Regions from separate parts of the Rattus norvegicus genome. Here region 2 is linked to region 1. Evidence: chromatin contacts called from public Hi-C data. All regions are on one chromosome and are shown on one strand. The core of a region is the stretch at or near the end of the contact, and the rest is flanking DNA. Distances in the headings are between cores, read along the strand shown. Region 1 has its middle 120 kb from the start of Nav2. Region 2 holds the start of Nav2 (neuron navigator 2).

What was found. A called contact is a pair of places that touch in the nucleus more often than the background predicts.
Region 2: a Hi-C map of Schwann cells shows a contact between it and region 1, with 7 times the contacts expected there. The contact joins the promoter of Nav2 here to the enhancer-like site in region 1. A contact is called at or near these places in 5 of 12 Hi-C or Micro-C datasets (the A7r5 cell line, Schwann cells, frontal cortex and 2 more) and 1 of 1 datasets of contacts at active chromatin or transcription factors (oligodendrocytes).

Annotation. Positions count from the first base shown.
Region 1 is chr1:107,975,905-107,982,581 of GRCr8, forward strand. It overlaps a transcript of Nav2 not described here. Among named protein-coding and RNA genes, the nearest start is that of Nav2, 120 kb to the right of the region's middle. Within about 2 kb of position 2,852, at least 18 of the 93 cell types and tissues checked have an H3K27ac peak or open chromatin away from gene starts, as enhancers often do. A contact at or near this core is called in Schwann cells, where this site is marked.
Region 2 is chr1:108,091,836-108,098,898 of GRCr8, forward strand. It overlaps Nav2 (neuron navigator 2), which reads left to right and starts at 2,801. Exons shown (of 38, transcript NM_138529.1): 1 at 2,801-3,058. The coding sequence starts at 2,801.

The DNA.
Region 1 (6,677 bases), core at 1,602-4,101:
GGATAGCTTCTTCCTCTCCCAGGTTGATTTTTGCCAGGGATTTTGGTCACAGGAACAAGAAAGCCACTGAAACATTAGGTCAAACAAAACAATGGAATCCTTCAGTGTGGAGTCCTCGGTGCCTTTAAATAGTGCAGCTGCGTGGGGTGTATCAGCAGGCAGGGGAGGCCATCCGCTAGAACTTTTGGAGAATCCTCTGACCACAGACTCTCTCTACCCAGCATAACTGGCAAATCTGGTAGGTGCTTCATCCACATTCCCAGCAGGACCTTCGGCATAAGAGCAGGAGGGAGGCGTTTCAGTTAGATGACACAAAACAGAGTTCCCCCTTCATGGTTCACTCTGGACACAACTACGTCTGACTCAGCTTCTGCATGTGGATAGCCACGCATGGCTAGAGTGTCCCTAGAGTCAGCAGAGGGGAGCCAGGCAGAGCATCAGGGGGAAAGGCAACGCTGGGCCCCTCTGTTAGTTAGAAAAAGTCAGGAAATCGCCCTGGTTCCTGCCCACTGAGTCCGACCTAGGTGTAACACATGTGGGGTTCAGGAATCAGGGCATTCAGCAAACCTCAGCTCTCATCAGCACCAGAGTCTTGGTTACTTTCTCCCTCTGTCACTCAGTCAGTGGCTACGAGCACCAACCATTGGTGGACATTGAAGAGCCACTCACTCACCCCTACCCTGTTTAGGCAGATGCTGGAGGAGTCCTGAGGTATAGGCCGATCTGTGATTAAGTCCCCCAGTCTGGAGCTATCCAAAGCCACCTGAGCTGGAGGTCCTGAGGTGAGAACTCTGTCCCATACCCTGTTTTAGACTCTTTAAGATCAGAGGTTAGGAGACTTGAAGACTCCACAACCTGAGAGTCTGCCTGGCTTGAGGGTGGCCCAGGGTTCCCGAGAGACCTTGCCTCATTGCCCAGGCTGTCCTCCCTGGGGAGGCCAAAGGGAGTTCCCAGAGAGGCAATCTGAGGTCTCTATTGTTTCTCTGCTCTGGGCTTTCCTTGCCATCTCTCTTTGCCCTACAGAGAAGAGGACCACCCCACCCAGAGACCCAGCCCCCAAGAAAACCTCTTCCTCCTCCCTTCCTTCATTTGCACTTCCAACCCTTTCCTCGATGGCAGCAATCTTGTGCCAGTTTTATGGATTTCTGTACAGAGGTTATCCAGTAAAAATAATAACCCCCATCAAGTGATGGGTAGGAACCTGTGCCAAGGCTGTCCCTACTGTCCATTCAGCCCCATAGCATCTGTACATAGGAAGCCCATAAGGGCAAATTAGAACAATAGCCCTCAGCCCTCTAGGATGCTGGGAACTCTCATTGGCAATTATAGTAGCTCTTGGGGCCTTCTTGTAAGCTTTAGGGCATCTCTTGGGCCCTCATTATCTAAGGACATCTCTGAGGTCCTGACTGACTGTTTTAGGACATCTCTAGGGTTCAGGACCTGCTAACGTGCTCTACCTGTAGAGCGGAGGTGTCTGTGGATATCAGAGGGCAGACAGTTAGGGCATCCAAGATGCCGTGAACTCTTAGGCATCAGGGAGGAAGAGAATTGCAGAAGCAGGCCAGGGAGAGGAAAAGAAAGAAGAGAAGGAAGAGCGTATAAATCACAGTGTGGGCAGAGAGAAGCAACCTGTACAATCCTGTGGTCTGGTCAGAGTCCCCTCCTTCCCGCCATCACTTCTGTCGCCCCCTCCTCGCACCTGATATAGCTCTAAGCTACCGCCAGAAGAGCAGCACAGCCTGGCAGAATTTAGGCACAGAGGGACCCTCTTAGGCTAGGGTCAGTTACCCATCTGTCCCTCTGTACATTTGAGCCCCAGATCTAGCCAGATGTCCTGAGTCCTAGAAAAGGCACCCGTGGAACCACTACATGAAGGGTGACATTACCTCAGTGTGCGTTATAGAGCAGATTCCGGGACCTACTGCAGGTCTGGATCACCTGGGCCCCAGAAACAGCATTTTAACAAGCATCATTAGCAGTTCACACGTGCTCTGAAGTCACAGAGCCACCACTGAAATGTGTAGCCTACCTAGCCTAAGGCTTGCATGGCCTCAAACACCATTCCTGTCCACTGACAGCGTGTTGCTTTCAGAATGCTTTAGCTCAGCATGCCGTAGTGATATGAGTAAAGGAAAACTTCCTCAGGGTTACAAGAGAGTTGAGGAATACAAATCAAGAAATCTCATTGGCACGGGGGAAACAAACCTTGCCCACGAATATTAAGTAAATAAAGAGATGAAGACAAACAAATAAATTAAGCGTGTGTAGTCACCCACCCTGAAATATTGAGCAAATAAGCATTAGCAGGTACTATGATATTATTTGGAGACATTCCCTGTTCCTGACTGTCGATATGGAAGTCAATGAGGCCACTGCAACGCAGAGTCCAGGAGCCGACCTTCCACCCCAGCATCCACTCATGCAAGGGAGGCGAGCAGGCAAGCTGTTCAAGTCTGGCTCACCTACTGTTGCAGGGAGGAGGGTTGGGTGGGTGCAGTGACACTTGTGACCAGCAGAGGGCGGCATAAACACACGTTCAGAGCAGAGCTCGTGAATCCCGAGGGTGGGAGACTCTGGGGAGAGGGGGAGGTTGGGATCTGCATTTGTTCTAGAACCAACACACACGCGCGCGCGCGCACACACGCACACGCACACGCGCGCGCGCGCACACACACACTGTTGATAGTAATAGCGGGGATGTTCACCAGGCAGAAAGCTTGTTCCTCCAGGTTGCCCAAAAGCCAAGACCGGAGCCGCTCCATGCAGGGTATCTTCCCTGTGGGCTCAGAAAGCACCTCGTTAGATTTTATTTTTCACCACCCAGTCTGGCCCTGGCAGGCTGTGGGCAGAGTGCTGGCTGTTGTGCCTTTTTGAGGAGGCTCTTGGCGGAGCTCCAGAGTGGGGCCTCCTGTTCTGTTTGAAGGAAAGCCGTGGTAGGCGTTTCACCCAGCGCTCTCAGAAAACTTTCTTAGCTGAAGAGTTGGAAGGGTGAGGATGGGTGAGGTGTGGACATGTCTGCCCTCCGCTCACCAGGCGATTTTCTAAATGAGGGGATAAGGTGGCCCACGGCTGGAATACCTGCTATGTACTCCTGGGCACCAGACACCCAGTGCTTTACAGACCTCCCAGAGAGGTGAATCCTGAGGCTCAGAGAGGTCAGGTGACTTGCCCAGAGCCACACAGCTAATGAATAACCAAGATAATGACATTTTTCACCTATTGGGAACCTAGCATGTTATGGGTGGGCCCCAAATCAATCATTCCATGTTTAGTTGATCCTATCCGTGAGTTCAGTAAGCCCTTCTGTCTGTCCTAAAGTCTATGCCTTCCTTCTGCTCCACCTGCCTCAAACCTGGAAAATACTGGTCACCATTTCCCCCACCTTCCAAAGTACTAAAATTATCATTTATTCCCTCTGGACCCAGTAGCATCCTGGTGAAAGTTGTGGCGGTAGCTGGCTGCTGGTAACTGCCTATCCTGAAGACCTGGGCGCCTCGCTTGGGATGTCCCAGCAGTGCAAAAGTGAGGAGGGGACACTCCGGTTACCCATCTCACCTGGTTATCTGGGACTCGGGAAAGCATATTGTCCAAAAGTGATGAGGTGATATCCTCTCCTCTCCACAGGAAGTGGCTCCAACACAATGAATGTCATCTCCCCACGGCAGCCCTGGGGATACCATAATGCTCACCCTACCCTGTCATGCAGTCCGTGTGGCATCATGCAGACAGGTCACTCTCCTTCTGAGGGACTCTCCCTCTCCTGAAGAAATACCACAGGTGACCTGGTGTCCGGTGGTAGCTGAGGAAGAAACCTTGTTTCTCTTCCCCTCAGCGCTGGGCTTATCCCGCTCACACTGTGGAGTTCTCTGATAAGTGGCCTGTGGGCGAGGCTTGGCCAACCAAGGTGGTCATTTGAACTGGCACTTATTTGGGGCAGGAGCGGAGACTCTACCCCATACAGATCTTCCTGAGATAAAACTCCAGCTTGGCTGGAGTCCGCCTTCACCTTCAGGTTTATCCATAAACTTGGGAGCTCTGTAAGGACTCCATCATTTAGATCTACCTGTCCCCTTGGCAGCCACCACTTGGGCATGGCAGGCAGATTGAAATATTTGAGAACTCCTGGGCATGAGGAAATTTAACCTGGGGGTTTGAGGGGGGATGGCAAGAGAAAGAAAACCTGCCTTGATAGACCATAAAGACATTATCCTGGGCAGCATGTCTAAGGTCCTTCATGGAGTCAGGGAAAGGTCTGGAAAAGGATAACGGGCTAATCCTGGCAGCCCTGGCTCAGGTCCATGTGCTTCCTCGTCACCCAGGACACGAGACTTCCCACATACTGCCCAGATACTATCTCAGTCACTTCTCTCGTGGCATGACCAAACACCCGGCAAGAAGCAGCTTGGGGGAGGAGGGACTTCCTGTGGCTCGCAGTATTAGATGACACAGTCCGTCACAGCAGGGGATGCATGCAGTATGAGCTTGGTCACACTGCACCCACAGACAGGAAGCAGAGTGGACAGGAAGTAAGGCCAGGTCTCAAAATCCTTACGTTATCCCCTTAGTAACCCACTTCCTCCAGCAAGGCTCCACCTCCTAAAGGTTCTGCAAACTTCCAAAAGAGGAGGACCGCACGGGGAGGGGGTGCGGTGAATGACACCAAGTGTTCACACACGTGACAAACGTCCCCCTGTGGGGGACACTTCATATTCAAGCTGTAACCAGTGTGCTGATTTATTGTGTGAGGGCACAGAGTTTGTGAAAAGGCATCTATCTACGAGCTTTCTTGCTGCCCCTTTTTAGACAGAGGGTGCCTTCCTGGTAAGGAAAAAAATCTACGTCAGAGTCTGGAGAATGGAAAGTTTTTTCTGTAATATTTATCCCTGCAAAAATAAATATTTCCCCTTCTATCCAGGTCCAGCCTGTCTCTGTTGACAGCTTCCTAGGTTCTCCTGAACATCCAGTCACTCCAGGGACGGGGAACAGGGTGACCGGGCAACTGATTTTTTTGTTTTGTTTTGTTTTAATTTTTGACTGGGCTTTTCGCCGCTGAGAAGAGGCTGCCAAATGACCCAGTTAATTGACTGGCCTGGGGAGGGTGGATTCAGGGCTGGGAAGGAAGAGGAAGGGCTAATGAGTCTGATCCTGGGGGAAGACCCAACCCCAAAGAACCGAACTAAGTCACTCCACACATGGTTTTTGAGCAAGGTAACCTGTTCCCAGGAGTCATCCTGCAGATCCATTCCCACATTCCCCTAAGGGCTCCCTTCAGCAGGGTCAGCTCTACTCAGAGGGGTGGACAACAGTCCTGGCTTGAGACTGGGAGGCGCTGAGAGGACATCAGTTCCGAGCTCTGCCTCCTGGTCTGTGGATGGACTGCTGACACTGCTGTGTGGCCACATGGCCCTCTGTGAAAAGGTCAGCCTTTGTCATTAGTTGTGGCCCTAAGGCATCTCCCACAGCCTTTCACTCACTACCCATGGGGCTGATTTCAGGCCCTTCAATGTTTGTCCTTTTCCCTGTCTTTAGACTTTGCACAGGCTGCCCCTTCCTCTTTCTTCTTTTCTTCCTCCCTCCATCTCCCCCTTCCCTATCTCCTACTCTTTCTCTTTCCTCCTTCCCTCTCTCCTTCCTGCCCACTAGGGTCCTACTCGTAGAGAATCCCCAGTGCTGAAGGATCTCCTGTCACTGACCTCAGCACCCAACCTGAGCACGTGCACGCACACACACACACACACACACACACACACACACACACACACACACCCCTCCTTAAAACTCCATATCCCTCCCCCTCTCCCAGTGAGCACTGTTCTCAGTATTCATGCCATTTTCTGTACACCCTGTCCCCACACACCCCCAACTGCAGTGTGAGAGGGCAGGTGCCTACTCTGCGGGATGCGCTCAGTGAGCACAGAGTAGTTGCAATTAGGGGTAAATTTGCCCCTGTGGTTCCCTCGGTCTGGCGCATCCTACATACTTGAGGTCTCAGCCATGAGGTTTGGTTTGGGTTTGGTTTGGTTTGGTTTGGTTTGGTTTGGTTTGGTTTGGGCCAGCTCCTCTCTGAATGTCAGGAGGCTCTAAGGATCCCCAGAAAGGGGACATCAGTACAAGTTGCAGTTCAAGGGTCAGGGAGAAGAGTTATGGCCCTGAGAAAGGCTCTATGGGAAGTGTCTGAACAGAACTGGCTAGGGGGCAGGGCAGGGACTGGGCTGAGCTCTACACCAAGTTTGAATCCAGACAATGGCAAAATAGTGGTGAGCTTGAGCAAAAGTTCAGCACATAGTAGGACCTTTCCATCAAATACTGTCTGTGTGATGAGCATTTCATGGGCTTGATCTGCTGACTTCTGATGGAAATACCTCTTTGCAGAGTCCAGTGACTGTTCAAAGTCACCCAGGGAAAGAATAAAAAAATCAAGGTGGTTTACCCATACTCACAGGTAGTGTCAGGTCAGCCTAGGGCTTGGATCCCAAATCTGCGGTGAGACGTGGGCTCCCTAAGCCCAGCTGCACTCAAAGCCAAAGCCCCTTTCAGCTGAGCCGGAGTCGTCAACCCCCATTTTAGACAGCCACGGGCCACCTGAACACCCTCTCCTCTGTCACGTGAGGCTCAGGACAGCCAAGTGATTCCGCTTCCACCCCGCGCGTGAAGTGAAGGGCGATTTCTCTTGTCTT
Region 2 (7,063 bases), core at 1,551-4,050, 120 kb after region 1:
GTTCTGCTCACTTCTGACAGAATCTCATGAAAGTCAAAATATGGCTCTTCCAAACATTTATTCCTTTAGGAGAGAATGCTTGAAACAATAAATACGTTAAATAAAGCAAGACACTAGCATAGGAGATCGTCCAGCTGGACCAGGGTAATGTATACCATGTCAGGGACAAACTTGTGATTTGATTTCAGAGAGGAGGCCTAAAAGCTAAAACAGGCTATGTGTGTACCCCAACCCCGAACCCCATCCCCAGCTAAGGTAGAAAGGACCTGAAAAAAAAAAAACACTTCAGGGGTTATTTTAAAACTGAACTTTCATCTTGGTCTGGGTTCTTGGCTTAAGCCACTAATGCAAACTGCTGTGGACAGGACAGCTTTAACAACAAATGACTATTTCCCCCAGGCCTAGAGGCTGGAGATCTGAGATCAGGCTGTAGCCATGGTCAGATTCTTGTTGAGGTTTGTGGTTTCTGTGGATTCAGAAAGGCTGCTATTGCACTATCAGAAGGCAACTGTCTATCTTCTTCCTATCTCCTCTAACATGGCATCGGTCCCATCACGAGGGCTCCTCGGTCATTTACTACTTCCCAAAGGCTCCACTGTCTAAAACCAGTCGAGGATCGGGTGCTTACTTACAGTAGTGAGCACTGAAACCAGATTCTGGCACATGTGAAGCAAGCAAACTGTCCACCACCGAGCTACATCTCCAACCCTATTTTACTTTTATTTGGACAAAGAAGCTCATTAAAGTATCCTCAAGCGGGGAGCCTCCTACTTCAGCCCCTGAAGTAGCAGAAATTATAGGCTTACACCACCATTCCTGGCCACCTTAGAGTTTTGCCCGGTATGTTTGAGAGTGATAAATCTATTGCATTAGGATGATTGAAAGTCAACCCTGTGGATGTTGTAGATCAGGAAATAGGGCAAGAATAAAGTAAGAACATCCATCCTAGACCCAGAAAAGTGGCTTAAAGAGATGACAGTGGGACATACTGGGTGGAAACATTAATAATACATTTTTTTCCTGGTCCCTATACTTCCAGACACTATCTCATTTAGCTGGACGGTGCTTTTAGGGAAATGTATTCAAACCTCCACTTGATTTGCATGAGACACTGGAAGGTCTGTAAAGATGGTAAAACTTCCCAACTCAAATCCAAACTGCTCTCTGGGGTGGGCCTCCTTGAAGATCAGTCCCGAGGCAACCTGTCTGGACAATCTTATTTCCCTTCAGCTCTCAGACCGGGAGTCAGAGAGGAAGAGATCCTCCAGCGATTCCAAGCGGAGGAACCTGTGAGCTTGGCACGTCCCAGGCGCAGCCTGCCAGGCAGGCCTGCATGAAACCAGGGCGGGTTTAGCCTCAGCCTGCCCGGGTCACCAAGCCACTCTAATTACAGTCTGTGGTAGGTGGCAAGGAGGAGTTGTCTTTGGGCGCGAAGCTTCCCCGGCCATTGTATTAGCCTATAAATACTTCAAATACTTAAGTGCAACGTGCAACCTTTGAATGTCGCAGAGGAAGCTGTTGGAACGCCCCTGAGCCCACCCGGAAAGAAGAAATGGCTGGAGTGTCCTTCAAGCAGGGGACAAGGAGACCCGCCCTGTCAATCCCGTTGGAGGTGCAGAGAGGCTGGGGCGTGCCTCCGGAACCCGCAAAACCGTTGAGATTACCCGAGCGATTTGAAAAAGAGAAACCGATTTCCCCGACACATGCCAGAGGGTGGAGGGAGGCGGGAATCTGCAACCCAACGGCGTTTTCAAAGGCCGCTCCCGGGACGCGGGGGTGGCGGCCCGCGGGGAGGCGCGCGCCGGGGCCATGCCGCAGAGCGGCCACCAGCTCGCTTTGTACTTGCGGCCAAGCGCGGCCCCAGAGTTTCGGCGGCGGCCCCGCGGAGTTGAGGCCACGCCCCCTTGCAGTGCGAGTCGCGACCGCGGATTGGTCCGCCGCGAACCAATGGGCGCCCGGGAACGGCCCGGGCTGTCAGCGCGCGCCGCAGCCGGTCCTCCCCTGCGTCCAACCCTGCAGCCCGCGCTGCCTTCCCGGGAGCTCTGCTTAGCGCAGCGCAGCCAGCCTGGCCAGCTGCGCATCCCGGTGCCCGCGCCCTGCCACCACCGCCGTGCTGCGCTGGAGCGCACGGAGCATGGCCAGAGCCGCGGGAGCTCACGTGCTTGGTGTTCGAGGGGCTTGTGAGCATCGGTGATCGACTGTCACGCCCAGACAGACCTGTCTGCGGAGATCGCCCCGAGTCTGCCTAGGCGCGGGTGACACTGCGGCGCGTTTTCAGAGTGACAGCCGCCTCGCGGTTGAGACATCTTGGGCTCCGTGTGCCCTCCGTTTCCCCATCCTCCGCTCTTTTGCTCGAAGATTCACACCGGCAGGCTCCAGAGCGCGACGTGTGCGTCCCCGTAGCCTGTGTCTCTTCCTAAGGAGCCTTCTCACTTCGGAGACGCAATGACAAGTTAATATGGGCGTCCACGCCTCAGTTTCCCAGGAGAAGAATTGCCAGAGGCAGCCTTCCGCGAGAGCCCAGAGCTTCTGAGCAGCCCTCCCGCTGCGACATCCGCGCAGGTGGGACCTGCTGAGGGCAGTGACTAGCCCGCCACCCGGCAGGCGCACTCACTGGATTTCCCCAATTCCCCGACCCGGGGATTTTGTTTTTTGGGTTTTTTTTGTTTTTTCTTCCACTGTTGGTGGGCGCCTCGCGGGCCGAGGCCCGGCGCCTGCTCGGCTGCCCGCGCTGCCTTTAGCGGTCGCCTCCGCCGCCGCTGCCAGGGACGTGCTGGGAAAGCCAAAGCCCAGGGAGAAGATGCCGGCCATCCTGGTAGCCTCCAAAATGAAATCGGGACTGCCCAAACCGGTGCATAGCGCCGCGCCCATCCTGCACGTCCCCCCGGCCCGGACTGGTCCTCAACCCTGCTATCTTAAGTTGGGAAGCAAGGTAGAGGTGAGCAAGACGGCCTACACTAGCCAAATCCCCCTGAAATCGCAGGGGCTGCAGGAGCCGACGGGGGAGGGGCTCCCGTTGCGGAAGAGCAGCTCTCTGGAGAACGGGTTCGATACCCAGGTGAGCAGTGCTGTGTGCTGGGGCACTATTACATGGTGGGAGTGATGGAGGATCCTTCATGAGGGAGGGGTACGGCTGCCTTGAGGAGAGGCTACCATAATGTGATTGGAGAGAGGACGCATACCCCTTATGCTGGCAGATTAGAAGGATACATTGGTCAGTGGGTGTGGCCAGGAGGGACTTAGCTGGCCAGGGTGCCAGAGGTTCTCCTGAGGAGCTCTGCAAAGCTAAGGGGTTCTGGCAGCCAGCTGCTTTTATGGGATTGGAGCAGGTTTAGAGATGCTTTCAAAAACCGAATGCTGGCATCGGAAATGCTAGGGCCATCAATGCTGAGAGCTTGGCCCCAAGGAGTGGTATCTGCTGCTGTGATGTGTGTCTATAGCAGTGCCTCGGGTTGTAACTCGGAGAAGGAGTGGTCTGGTGCCTTGATGAATTGGATATCACCTGCCAGCTGTGAGATCCAGGACAAGGGAACTGAGTGATTGCCCTGAAGTTACCCTCCTCCTAGCTTGGAGATGACTGGTTTCTGCCCCATCTTTAGGGGGAAGGGATTCTGACCAGGTGCTGCCGAGTGCTAGCTGCTACAGACTCCTGGTGACTGGAGTGGCTTGGCTGTCTCAGAATGGCTGCCGAATCTAAGCCCCTCCTTCTTGGGTAGTCTATGCTGCCAGTGTTGGTGGCTCTGGTGATTACGGAGGTGATGGTGTGTGGGTGAGAGAATGGCTGAAAGAGAAATGGTGACTTCTACCTTTCCTGGCAGAGCAGGCATCCCCCTACTGGGCTGGGTGACAGGCCCTGGCCGTGCAATCTCTTTTAAGGAAATCCTGAAGGGCCAATCAGTTTCTCTTGGACTCCTGCCTTCCCTGCTGCCTTCCCCCCTCTTCTGGCAGGAGGGAGCAGGGCCATGCTGTATTTTCTTGGCTGCCAGTCAGCAGGGACTTTTAGGGACAGGCTGACCTGACTGGTGTGGCTGTCCCAGTCAGGAGAGGAGAATCGGGAATCCAGAAGGGGAGGCAGTCTGGAGTTGGTATGGGATGGGGGTGGGGCATGGGGAGGAGAGCAACAGACCAGATGACCTTTTGGGCATCTACTTCTCTGTAGCGTTCTCTGATCAGAGGCTAATGCTCAATACATTCCTAACCTTCCGGCGGAGGAGCTGGGATCTAGAAGCTGCTTAGAGACAGACCGTTGGAGCTCAGAGCCAGAGAAGGCCCCTTCCCCACACAAGCTCCCACACCCGCCCGACAGCATGTCCCTCTTGGTGCTGCACTTGCTAAACATTTTTGGAAGCTGACAGCCCTGACTGATGGTGTGTGGGAGGAAGGCAAGATTTCCTCCAGTGCTCCTGGGTCCTGGCTCTGCTGGGATGTGTGTTCTGTTCTTTTTCTTAGAGCTACAGGACTTGTCCAGAGGGCTCTGAAAAGAGGGTGAGCACCAGGGTGCCTTCCGTGTCGGTGGGGGGTGAAGTGGGTGGTGTTTTGGAACAGCAACTGAGAATGTGACACATGCCCTCGGGCCTGATGAGGAAGAATGTAGGAATGAACGGAAGGCAGATGCTGGACTCATTCACGGCCTGCTATTGCCCATTTGACCCTTCAGTCAAGGAGCAGTGGCACCGAGGATTACAGTGAGCAGGCTCTGAGAAGGTGATTCACCACTCTCTCTATTAAAAACAAAATTTTTTTTCACTTTTGGACATGGCCATGAGGGGCTAATTTGGCCCTAGTCCCTGGAGGCACCATTTCCCTTCTGTCCCCACTACCCCACATTCCACCTCTCTTGCTCTCCATGGGCCCTCTGCATCACGAGGGTGGTTTGGATGGGTGGCTCAGGAAACTGGCCGCCTTCCAGTGGACAGTCCCGGCTTCCCAACTGGCCCCTCCTTACCAGCCCCTGAGTCTCCTAGGAGCTCTTCTATGTAACAGGCACCCAGAGCCCCACCCTGACATCAAAGGGGCTTTGGCAAAAAGGATTTCACCTTCTTTGAACAGGGTATCCCCATGGTGACAGACAGTGCACATTCACCTTCCAGAAAAGTCCCTCGATTATGGCTTGAGGACTGTGGCTGACTTAGCACCTGGTAATTTCCTGGTCCCAAACTTAATGTTTATCATCACAAGACGCTCAGGAAATGATGAACTCAGTAGCAAATGATATCTTGGAGCCGTTGCCTCTGTTTTATTTGGGGGATTTTGGGCAGGAGGCTGGTTGGGCTGACGGTGACTAACAGCCCAGGTCTTAAAGCTTTGGCTATCAGTAGTACCTTCTGTCTGACCTATTAACTAACTACTGTCCTGGGCCTCAGTGCTTCCATCTGCAAAAATGGGCACAGGAATTGTGCATATTAAGAAAAAGTATTCTTTAAGCAAGAAAAGGTTGGGCTCTAGGAAGACATCAACCTGTTCACAAGCATTTACAGCTCTCTGACTCTGCCTGGCACAGAGTATTGGGCTCTGTGGGAGGATGGTGGAGGTGGGGTGAGCTGTGGAATACCTGGGGTGTTAGGTTCTCATTGGTCCGCACAGGAACACTTAGAATAGGTGTGGTGTATGTGCCCACATCCTAAGATGTCCTAAAGTAAAGAAGGCACCCTTGCCTTGTACGTCCCAGGTGCCAGGAATTGTTCTGGGTACTTTGCATAAAACAACTCTCTTTCAGTCTCTTAACAATCTGACGAGATGAGTGTGATCCCCATTTCACACATGAAGAAATCAAAGTTCAGTGGCCGCTCAAGCAACAGAGGTTGTAGCATTTGCACCGGAACCCCTTAACCATGGTGCTGGACCGGGGGAGACACAGCAGCTGCTGGTCAGTTATAGACCTTGAGGTATGGCCACAGACGTCACCACGGATTCACGTTGTCCAGCACGGCAAAGCAGGGATCCCAGCTCAGTCAAGTGCTGGACCAGTGACCATGCCCACTCTCCAGCACCGTCTCTCACGCTGCAGCAGAGCTGGTCTGGATCTTGGGCATGATTGATTCCAGTGCAAAGGCATGACTTCTGTTTCCAGCAGAGGGCAACACTGGAAGAGCTGGAGGAACTGAAGAGTGGAGGTGCTGGAAGGAAGAAGGCTAGCGAGTAGCTCAAGGGCCGGAGAAGACCAGGGGCTCACAGGGGAGGAAGGAGATGGTCTGGGCCTCAGCAGTGGACAAGAGTGCCCAGTAGGGAGGAGACAGAAGGAGGAGAACAAAGGAGAGGCGGTTGAGCTACCCTGAGTGGTGCCCATGTGGATGCTTCCTCCTGAATGTTCCAGATTGAGTGTTTTCCATTTTAAGTCAGCGTATGAGAAAGAACAGAGGCTTGGCAGTAGTGCTCACTTTGGCGTCTGTTGGAGGGTACCTGCCGGAGGTGGCGGTGAGAAACTGGGGAATCGGTGGCATCTCCTACAGGACCTGGTTCAACTGGCCCTTGGGAAGCAACAACAATGACTGTCATTAGCATGGTTTTCAGGGTGTTTATCATGGTAGTTATGGGACAAAGCATTCCCAGTTTTGTCTTTTGATACAGGGTCTCTCACTCACCCTGTAGACCAGGATGGCCTCCAACTCACAGTGATCCACCTGCCTCTGCATGCGTAGTGCTGGGATCAAAGGCATGTGCCATTCCTAGTTTCTTACCCAGCAGTTCCATTGACCTGGTGAGTTATTAGTTATCCGAGTCCCATGAATGATCTTCCCCACCATCAATGACTTGCAAGCCAATAGCTGTTAGGGGCAGTCAGCCTTTGCCCCCTCTCCTGGAGCCTCCTACAAGCCAGCAGTTCTCAACCTCCAGCAGAACCTGCTGTCTCAGTCAGGTCCTTCTGACCCCCTTTCTGCTACTGCGCCACCTGGACCTCTCTGAGAGGCACCATTTATCATATCTGTTCATACGCTGTGAACTGTGACCACGGGTAAATACACACACACACTCTGTGTTAGAGCGCAAGTCTCTGACCAGTCTTCAGGCAGAGAACTCTTGGTCTATCTGAGGGCCAGGTTAGCCTTTTTTTTTGTTTAAGAAG